Regions from separate parts of the Ovis aries genome. Here all the other regions are linked to region 1. The links are chromatin contacts, called in public Hi-C maps. All regions are on one chromosome and are shown on one strand. The core of a region is the stretch at or near the end of the contact, and the rest is flanking DNA. Distances in the headings are between cores, read along the strand shown. Region 1 holds the start of NR3C1 (nuclear receptor subfamily 3 group C member 1). Region 2 overlaps ARHGAP26 (Rho GTPase activating protein 26). Region 3 overlaps ARHGAP26 (Rho GTPase activating protein 26).

Region 1 (3,610 bases), core at 889-3,388:
TGATAAATCAATCTTGTGTCTCTACAATTAATTTTTATTTTTTCCTTCACACCTAAAATGTGATACATATTTATCTGAATTGGCAATGGGTGTGCAGGACAGAGCATTTAACTCCTACCAATAGATTCACTTACATTGAGAACTTTTTCTTGGTAATTACATTTTTACAGACCTTTTTGAGTCAAACAGAAATGTCAGTATACTTATAAATGATGGAGAATAAAGAAGATAGAAACAAATTAAACATAGCTGAGACTGAAGCTTAACAATGTTGGCCATTAGTTATATATGTGAGAACTTGCAGGAACATTTGAAGGTAAACTCAGCACCAATTTCTTTCTTAAAGAAACCAATCAGCAGACATAACTTATCTGCCCTGGGTCAGGAACTCTGTCCCACATCTAATACTCGGGTCAGGTAAACTGTCCACTGCACTGCTTTAGTAATCTCAGAACTGTTTCTTCAACAGGAAGGTTCACAGTTTGAAGAAAAGGGTTCATTGTCAGTACTTCTAATTTTCCCCAGGCTAACACTTCACAGATATACAAATACATTGTAATGTAAGAGCATATTTTAGGACAACTTAAAAATATGCACAATAAATGTTTCCACACATTATCCCCCTCTGAATTTACATCACTTTTACTAAATTTATCTGTTAATGAGCAATATTATTTTAAGTTTTTACATAAAATTTCCAATCACTGCCCAATGGGATACCAAATACCACTATTTTGGAAAAAGCAAACACAAAACTTGAAAGGGTTTTGTGTAGATACATCACGTAGTTTGTCTACCAAGCCTACTTTCAAAAGACCACTTAAACTTTTTCACATGAAAAAGCACTTGACTTGTGGTCGAATATGTTCAAATAAATGTTTAAATCTATCAGTGGATCTTAAACATACCATTTTCAAGAAACAGAAAGCGTTAATCTTACCTTGAATAGCCGTTAGAAAAAACAGATCGACCAGAGAAGTTCAAAGTCCCCAAGGAAGTCAAGCTGTCATCTCCAGACCCCTGGCATCTATTCCAATTTTCTGAACCAACAGGAATTGGTGGAATGACATTAAAAATAGGTTTCTGATCCTGCTGTTGAGAAAGGGATGCTGTGTTCATGTCGTAGTGGTACATCTGTCCCCCAGAGGTACTCACACCATGAACAGAAATGGCAGACATTTTATTGCCAATTATGTTGGCCCCAGGAAAGCTGGCCTGACAATAAACTGGGCCCAGTTTCTCCTGCTTAATTACCCCAGGGGTGCAGAGTTCGATAAAATCTTCTTTTTCTGTTTTCACTTGGGGCAGTGGCACACTGTTAGGACTTGGTAAGATCAAATCTCCATTATCTTTAATTTTAGGCTTAGCGTCCGGTAAAAGAAGAGGCTTACAGTCCTCATTCGAGCTTCCTTCCAGAAGGAATGAATCATCCTCTCCTGCCAAAGGAGAAAGCAAACAGTTTTCATCTATCAAGATGTCTGATCTCCAAGGACTGTCACTTGTCTCTTTACTTGGGGACTCAGAAGAAAACTCCAAATCCTGGAGCTTTTTCCTCCAAATGTCAAAGGTGCTTTGGTCTGTGGTATGCAACTTCATACTACCCCCGTTACTGCCCTTCTGGCCTTTCAAATTCTGCTGTTCTGAAGACACATCAGAGTGAGTTTTTGGAAACTCCTTCTCTGTGGGGGCAGCAGAGACAGCAGCGGATGCAGAATTCTTGGGCTTTTCTGGAACACTGGTTGACCTACTGAGGTTTGCGATGCTTTCTTCCAGAAGCCGAAAGTCTGTTTCCCCAGAGGAAAGGCTGATTTGGCCCTGCTGTGGGAATCCCAGGTCATTTCCCATCACTTTTGTCTCTGTCTCTCCCATGTACAGTCCCATTGACAGTGAAACTGCCTTGGACAGATCTGGCTGCTGCGCATTGCTTCCTGAGCCTTTTGGAAAATCAACCAGAAGTCTTTGCTGCTTGGAGTCTGACTGAGAAGCAGCAGCCAGTGAGGGAGAAGATGCAGAAACCTTCACAGTAGCTCCTCCCCTTAGGGTTTTATAGAAGTCCATCACATTTCCCCTCTCTCGACCAAGCACACTGCTGGGGATTTCTTCTCTACTGGGGGTGCTTAATGACTCCTTGGGGTCCATCAGTGAGTATCAGCTACAAGAAAGAAGGGGACATAATAAGCTACAAAATCACATTATCTCTGTGATCCGATTAGTAAGAGCCTGTTAAATGAACCTTTTAGTTAACACCGGATCTAATTCCTTGTCATCAAAAGAATAGATAGATTTTGTCTTCCAGAATACAAAAGCAGAGGCTCCTGCTCCCATTCAGTGCATCACATTTAAAAGTACAATGCAGTCCATTTGCACAGCTCTGAACAAAATTGTATCAAACTAAGCCTGGGTATTCATCCTGCCACTCACAAACTGGTAACTTTGTTAATCAGAGACATTATAATTCATGACATCTGATTATTCTAAAGTTCCAGCTGATGTCAAAGTATTTAATTTTAAAAAGAAGTATGATCATTTCTTTTCAACTAATCAAGGTTATCGGCTTTTCTGAGAACCAATAAACGTAAAATTTGATAAACTATGCTAGAATTGTTTCTAATTACTCCCCAATTCCCCTCCTACTGGCTGGTCACACATCCACACGGTTTAGTACAACCTACTGGTGAACCATGTATTTTATTTGAAAAATAAACAATGATGGTCTGCTCATTCTCCAACAAAGTAGGAAAAGGCTCTTATTTTAACCCGTATTTCCTACTGAATGTGCCTAATAGTGCCTGCCTTCAAATTTTGGATGTATGAAATGAAAGGCACTGGCTAATCAAAATTTAGATTTAAAAAAGTAGAATAGAATGTGTAGTAGCTTCACACTACAATTTTATCTTATTTAAATACTGTACAAGAACTATAGCTCTCTCAAACCCTTACAACACAACATAATCTAGATGAAACATGTTTTTAAACTGCTTAAGACCTCAGTATGAAATACTATTACAATCTCGAAATTAAATGTTTTCCTTTCTGAATATCTAAGTATTGAAAAAACAAAGAAAAAAAAAACACCCCAGACCTGTAAAATCACATTTATATAAATCGAAGTAAAATGCTCAGAACAATTTGCTCCGAATTCTAAAGCTTCACCTATTCTAATTCTGAGCCTTCTTTCAAGAGCGTTAGGTTGACAGGTTATTGACAATCAAGATGTTTTAAGAGGCAGGCAGAGTCTTTGATAAGCATTATTTGCGACATTATAGTCAAATCTCGTTCAAAGAAAGAAAACTTTTCCTGTACGGAGACTTTGAGGTGCTCAAACTTCACTGGTCCTCTCTAAAAGTGGAATGTGATGAAGGTAGACAGTGGTAGGTACCCGCCTCTAGAAACCTCAAGGGTAAACTGCTTTTCTCCCCGCCCCTCTGCTGTATTTATCTGATAAAGATCTCTAAACATAAGGTATCACAAGGAGCCTAATGAATTTCCAAGCCGCTTTGACAGCTGCCTTCAAACTCGAAACCAAAACAAAACTTCATAAAACGAAAAGATACCTCAAACGACTTTATCCCCCCGTTTAAGTTGCAAATAACCCTGTCACAGTAATCGG
Region 2 (3,137 bases), core at 347-2,846, 400 kb before region 1:
TTAACTGTTGTTTTAAAAAACATTGACAACTATTGCTCTGCAAGTTGACTTTAGATGGTCTCCTTTCCTTTAGTCCTTTAATTAGTTTCATTTGGTTAAATTGCGTGGCTAATGAGGTCGCTGTCGCTGTGTCCCTCAAACCACAGACCTGTGCTTAGCCTTTTATCCCATAGAGGATAAGTCTGAAGAGAAGGAAAGGGGAGGGGCATTGATGGTGATGAAAGACCATCTTTACAGAAAGCTCTATGGGCCATAGAATTTGTATTCTATCCTCCATGTTAAATGTTTTCTATCTATTGTCTTACTTAATTTTCACAATGACCCTAAGAGGTAGGGAATATTAATATCCCTCTTTTAGACTAGGTAAGACTGAGGTTTAGAGATGTGAAGTGACTGAACTCTATAGCTGGTAACTGGTAGAGCTGGACTTCGAACCTAAGCAGCATATGAGCATAAATCTGTCACCCCTGACAGTTGAAAAGAGCAAGCCCTAGTGATGGTAGGTCCATTGTGTCACAAGAGAGGAGCAACAAAAATTGTCTCTGATGGTGTAGAGCCAGCGTGGGCAATGTTTGGGAGTATGGGCAGGTAGTTCTGTTTTGTATTTCTCCATATGGACCTGTAAGAGGAACCACCTGGTGGGAGGGGCTTAGGTGGTCCAAGCTACTTGGAAGAGACCTGAGAATGACAAAGCTTAAATGTGAATTCACATGCAGCTGAGACAGGAACAGCAGTTGTAAGTGAATTTGTCCATGAACCTGTTTCTCCAGCACTTTCCTTTTGTGCAGATTTTGATCCAAAATGTGATATGGCCAAGTGTTAATGCAGCTGTGTGTCAGAGGGAAAAGTGAGATTGCTTTGTCTAATTCTTGCTTTACTTATGCCTTTAATTTATAAGTTAAAAAATTTCTGTGCTTTCTTGGTAAGGCCTGGATAATGGTGATAAAGGACAGCTGTGAAAAAATTCTGGGAACCGAAATAACGCTGTTCTCTTAATTCTCTAGGGACACGTAAATTGAATTGGCTCATCAGTGAACAGAACTGATTGCAAAATCACGTCTTAATGCAATAGGAGCATATGAAGGCTTTCCTCACCCTCCTTTGATTTAATTAAATTGTATTCCCGTTGTAGCTTCTGGGTGAGGTCTCACAGAACTGCAGTATCCTGTGATTTGTATCAAAGACCTACTTTCCTGTCTGGTGTTTATCTTCAGAATTGAGCCCTGAGGTTCAAAGAATATGAAGTTTTACTTCTGGGTTAGATGTCAGCTGGTCACATGGGTTAGTGGTAAATGCTTCAGGCTAGAATCAAAAGGCAATTCCCAATTTCATTTTCTGACTCATGGCAAATTCTTTATGCCAGTGACTCACCTTCCCTGGCTCCCCATGACATCTTATCACCTTTATCGTCATCATCATCATGTCTTAGGTATCACATGGTTAGTTATGAAGAGTTTGGGATTTGGAGACAGACTGTAGGAGTTCTGTCTGGATTCTGCCCAATTCCAGGTGCCTAACCTTGAGCAGATGACCTAACCTCTCTAATGCCTCAGTTTTCTCATCTATATGTCAGGAATAATTAGGTTGGTGTGAGGACTAAACAAGATAATGCATTTTAGAGTGCTCAGAGTGGTGTCTGACACGTGATAAGTCTTTTATCATCATCCTTTGTATTAAATCCATTATTGCTATTGTAATTATTTTATAATGAGTCTCAGGTGGACCCTCATAACATAAAGTAAATCTGTAGTTTGTATTCTCTAGAAGTGTACACTTGAAAAAAAATATTCAGCGGTATGGATATTTAACAAACCCTCATGTACAGGAAAAAGGCAATGACACCCCACTCTAGTACTCTTGCCTGGAAGAGCCCATGGACAGAGGAGCCTGGTGGGCTGCAGTCTATGGGGTTGCGAAGAGTCAGACACGACTGAGTGACTTCACTTTCACTTTTCACTTTCATACATTAGAGAAGGAAATGGCAGCCCGCTCCAGTGTTCTTGCCTGGAGAATCCCAGGGACAGGGGAGCCTGGTGGGCTGCCATCTATGGGGTCGCACGGAGTTGGACTGAAGCAACTTAGCAGCAGCAGCAGCAGCATGTACAGAGTTCAGCTGAAACTGGTGCATCCCTGAATGAAAGCACTATAGAAAGCCAGAGAACCGAAAGAGACTTGATTATGGGGCCAGGTTTTAGGCACTCTGGCTAAGCAGGGTGGATGGACTTTAGCTTCAGTTGGGTTGTTGTGTTTGTGTGTTGAGTGATTCATTCTTCCTTGGAGTCATAACTCAGGAATTGTTGAGTGACTCATGTCACCATGAATTGGTCCTGGAGAATTGAATTCTATCCTTTTAAGACATAGTCTCTTAAAGACTTACTTGAAACCATACAAACTCAGAGATAACAAATTGCCCTTGTCTCTGAACCTCAGTCTGGCATTAGTGGGCAACTATGAGATCTCACGGTTTTCCCAGAACAGACTGAGCATTTCTGAAGGGGTGAATTGCATGCCCTTTGCTTCTGCCAGAATGGAAGGTATTTATACACCAGAGACTACTAGTAGAGCTTGGTAGTTGTGTGCATTTGCCACTACCTAGAAAAGTAAAGGACAATTGGAACTTTGCTGCAGCAGCAAGATAGACCAGTATGCCACCTTCCAGCTCTCTGTCCTTGGATAAACTATGTAACCTCTCTGGCCTCCAGTTCCACATCCATAAGATGCAAACAACACTAGTGGCTAATTCACAAGGTGGTTAAAAAGATTTGATAATGTCATGCATGGCACTTGGTGAGTGCCAGTGAACAAAGCCATTTCCACTTAGCACTGTTCCCATACCACCATCCAGCCTGTGTGATGATGAGGCTGCTTCCTTACCCGGGCCTTCCTTGTTGGGCCATGTAGTCATACCGTTCTGGCAGGCATGGTTTGTTAGCTTCATTTCAAACTCATTCTCTTTGGCTCATTTACTCAAACCAGACAGAGATTAATGGCCTGCCCTCAGAGTACCGGGCGGCACATGTTCCTGGCACCTTTGGCTCATTGATCACGCCTCTGCAGTTTGGGGAATACCTCAGTGTTCTAGGCAGGGGCCTCCTGAGCTCTAGGAGACATTTAAAGGAAAGTAATTTGGTGCAAAT
Region 3 (3,184 bases), core at 614-3,113, 490 kb before region 1:
GGACTAGCTGACCCCAACAGAAGTCCATACATTTGAAGATACTATGTGGAGTGTTGCATGCCGCATTCCCACCTTTGGTACTCTCCAGAGTTGGGCAGAACAGGAGAATTTATTAGGATCACAAGGTTACTGGGTGCTGGGGGTGTCATGGGGACCAAGACAAGCATAGTCCTTGTCTTCAGGGGTCTTACTTAGCATTAATTGTAGAATGGCAAACACATTCATGCAACTGGAGGTATAAACACCAGTATATTGAGAGTTCAGCAAACTTGGTGGATCAAAATGCTATGAGGAAGGCATAACTCACAGGGGGATTTCACCCTTCCAGTCTTATAGAGACTGATGGCATAATTAGAATGCTTTGAGTTTTCATTTCCTCTGTTCTCCCCTTCCCCCTCCTCGTTTATTAGCCATAACTAACTGCCGGAGACTCTACTGACCATGGAGATAACAAAGTTTAATGAAGCAGTATGAATCTATTCGACTTTCCTTCTTAAGAGTCATCATCTGATTTTTCTTGCAAACCACATTCACAGTCCTCTTCCTGTGAGCTTTCCGTGAATAGGTCAAGAGAGACAGCTTTCCTGTGAACCAGTCCTAGCCTGGCATGTCACACCCACTGTGAACTCTATCCTCATGTCCCACCAGGTACTAGGTATCTGCACATTGTACAGGCTTTCCTTTGTATTGGTTAGTTGTTCAGTTAGTTATGTTTTATATAACTCTGTTCAATTCTAACTATCTGTCTCAGGTAATTTGCTCCCAGAGGCAGAATAACATTACTTCATTCAGCTTTTAGTACAGTACTGTGTGCTTGTAGTTCAGTTTTGTTTTTTATAGTAATGCTTTTCCGAGTTAGATTATTTTGTTCTTTCCTCTGGGACTTTGGTGAATTACTATGTAAGATTATGGGAACTGAATCATGTTAGTTGATATTTAAACTGAAGCTTGGGCAAGTTTAAACGTAATCTCCATTTCTGCATTGGTAGGACAAAAAACCAGAAGAATGGGAAGTTGGTTAAAGAACGAATAGTGACAGCTAGAAAGATTAATGGAAGATCTGAATAATCTACCCCAACCTTCTAATGAGTCACCACCCTTAGTATATGTTTATAGAAGGCTGCATGATGCACGTAAAAGGTCAAAGCAGCCCTCAGTTTGAACTTGGGATCTGCCTCTTACTGGCTGTGTGAGTCTGGACTGGTAGATTAACCACTTTAATCATACCTACCTTGCAAGATTATTTTGAAAATGGAATACTGTAATATTCTTCCCTGATGTAGTTCACTGTTGGAAGAGTTTCTTTCTTTGAAGTTTGCTCTCTATCCTAAAACTTGGGACTTCATTGTTCTTACAGTGTACTTTAGTGTTGGAAGGTATTTCTTTGAACCTGTTTCATTTTGATGGCACACCTTTTTCCTAGTGTTGTGACTTTTCCAGTCATCTATAAGTTGAGAGTGAATACAGGTACTTTAAGGTTATATGTGTACAGGAGGAAGAATCTGTTTTCAAACTGAATTACTATAATCTATTATATATAATCTATAATCTATTATTTATAGATATTATTTATAGTAATCTATTACTATAATCTATTATTTATATATATTTCCTATACAGGATAAAAGGTTTAAGCCCCTCCTTCCAATTTATGCTCTCAAAAAGAAACCATACCATGCTACTTTTAACTTAAAATAATACTCTTCTAGTTGGGAATGTGGTGTGTGTGCGCGTGCGTTTGTTTGTGTGTCTTTGTGATTTGCGAGTGTAAGCCTGTGTTTTCTAAAAAGGATCATCTTATGTAACAGACTTTGTTTCAGTGCTCAGCCTCTAGATGGCAGTGTTGTATACGTATTATAACTGTTAGCTGGTCCAGTGGAAAATTAGCTGTCCTTTCTACACTGACATTTAGTAGTCAGTGGTGTGTGTGTGACGTGTGTTTCTGTAGAAGAAGCCATCATGTGAATATTACCTCTTAAAGGAAAGGCATTCTAAATGACTCATTCTTTCCCTAGAAATTCCTTCTTTCCCACCTTTCTATGATGGATCACTTCATACCCACTTTGCTGCAGAAGCAAGCATGCTCAGTTAGTGCAGCCTCTGTTTAAACATTGCATTTTACCTTACTTTCTGAATTCATGTGTCAGGCTCTTTGCTTCAGGGACGGCTTATTCGAGGCTGGTGATAAAAACAGATGAGTGATTGGGACTGTCCAGTGTATGCTGAGAACCAGGCATTTCTGCCTTTCCCTTTTGGTGCAGTCTGCCTTTATCTTCTGCAGCAGATGAATCCATTTTTCCTGGTTTCAAACTTCCCCTCCCCTCCCCTTCTCACCCCTTGTTTGAAATAATATTTGATTTTGCCTTCCTGCTGGTTGGTTACAGTGCTGGTCTCAATGCCGTTGACATTTCGGGGAGGAAATGGCTTTTTCCTTCCTCAGAGGGTGTTCTCCTCCTCTGACTTCCATGATTTGGGTGGGGGTAGAGTGGGGAGAAATATTGTACTTTCTGAATTGCTCCTTGACTGTTCCATAAAATAAGCTAGTTTAGAAGTTCTTAGAATCTTTAGACGTCTTGTATTTTTTAAATTGCTGGGTTTTTTTTTAAATTTTCTTTTCCTTTTTAAAAAGTTAAATGAGAGAGTATTTGCTGTTTGATTCTGGTTTAAGTAAGAGTGGGATGTGCTGGTTAATGAACTGTGGTGTGAAACAAGGCAACCGTACTTATTTTATTTCTATTACTTAATCCTGTTTCTGTTCTTTAGTCTACATGGTGAAATTTGGAGTTTTATTGATTGAATATACCATTTTATTTGCTAATTTCTAAGTATAAAATGAGTTTAGTTTTTAAAAATCAAAACCAAAATTTTGCTAGTATATGAATCTGAAGAAAGGAGATAATTCAGTATGTAAATTCCACTTACCTGCGTGTCTGTTCATCATGAGACAGAATACTAAGAAGGATTGATAAATGACCTAGAAGATTTTTAGAATTAGAATATTTTCTCATAGGTTGTTATCAAAATAACATTTGCATTCCCCCTGAGGGTTATTCGTCCTGGCAATGCTTTCTTCTGGTGGTGTGTGTTGAAATCTGCTTATTCTTCGGTCCTTGGTGCCTATGGCGTATAGCTGGTGCTCAGTCAGTATGTTTCATTAAAGACCATGTAACTTACTGCACCAAAG

Evidence for each region. Hi-C and Micro-C count contacts between places; a contact is called where the count stands out from the background.
Region 2: a contact with region 1 is called in a Hi-C map of muscle, with 8 times the contacts expected there. The contact joins the enhancer-like site here to the promoter of NR3C1 in region 1. A contact is called at or near these places in 4 of 16 Hi-C or Micro-C datasets (hypothalamus, muscle, omental adipose tissue and 1 more).
Region 3: a contact with region 1 is called in a Hi-C map of muscle, with 7 times the contacts expected there. The contact joins the enhancer-like site here to the promoter of NR3C1 in region 1. A contact is called at or near these places in 8 of 16 Hi-C or Micro-C datasets (blood, muscle, omental adipose tissue and 3 more).

Annotation. Positions count from the first base shown.
Region 1 is chr5:52,116,095-52,119,704 of ARS-UI_Ramb_v3.0, forward strand. NR3C1 (nuclear receptor subfamily 3 group C member 1) reads right to left here and starts at 2,139. Exons shown (of 8, transcript NM_001114186.1): 1 at 941-2,139. The coding sequence starts at 2,139.
Region 2 is chr5:51,711,720-51,714,856 of ARS-UI_Ramb_v3.0, forward strand. The region is part of intron 11 of ARHGAP26 (Rho GTPase activating protein 26); the gene reads left to right. Among named protein-coding and RNA genes, the nearest start is that of ARHGAP26, 250 kb to the left of the region's middle. Within about 2 kb of position 1,597, at least 6 of the 54 cell types and tissues checked have an H3K27ac peak or open chromatin away from gene starts, as enhancers often do.
Region 3 is chr5:51,630,883-51,634,066 of ARS-UI_Ramb_v3.0, forward strand. All of the region lies in intron 10 of ARHGAP26 (Rho GTPase activating protein 26), which reads left to right. Among named protein-coding and RNA genes, the nearest start is that of ARHGAP26, 170 kb to the left of the region's middle. Within about 2 kb of position 1,864, at least 9 of the 54 cell types and tissues checked have an H3K27ac peak or open chromatin away from gene starts, as enhancers often do.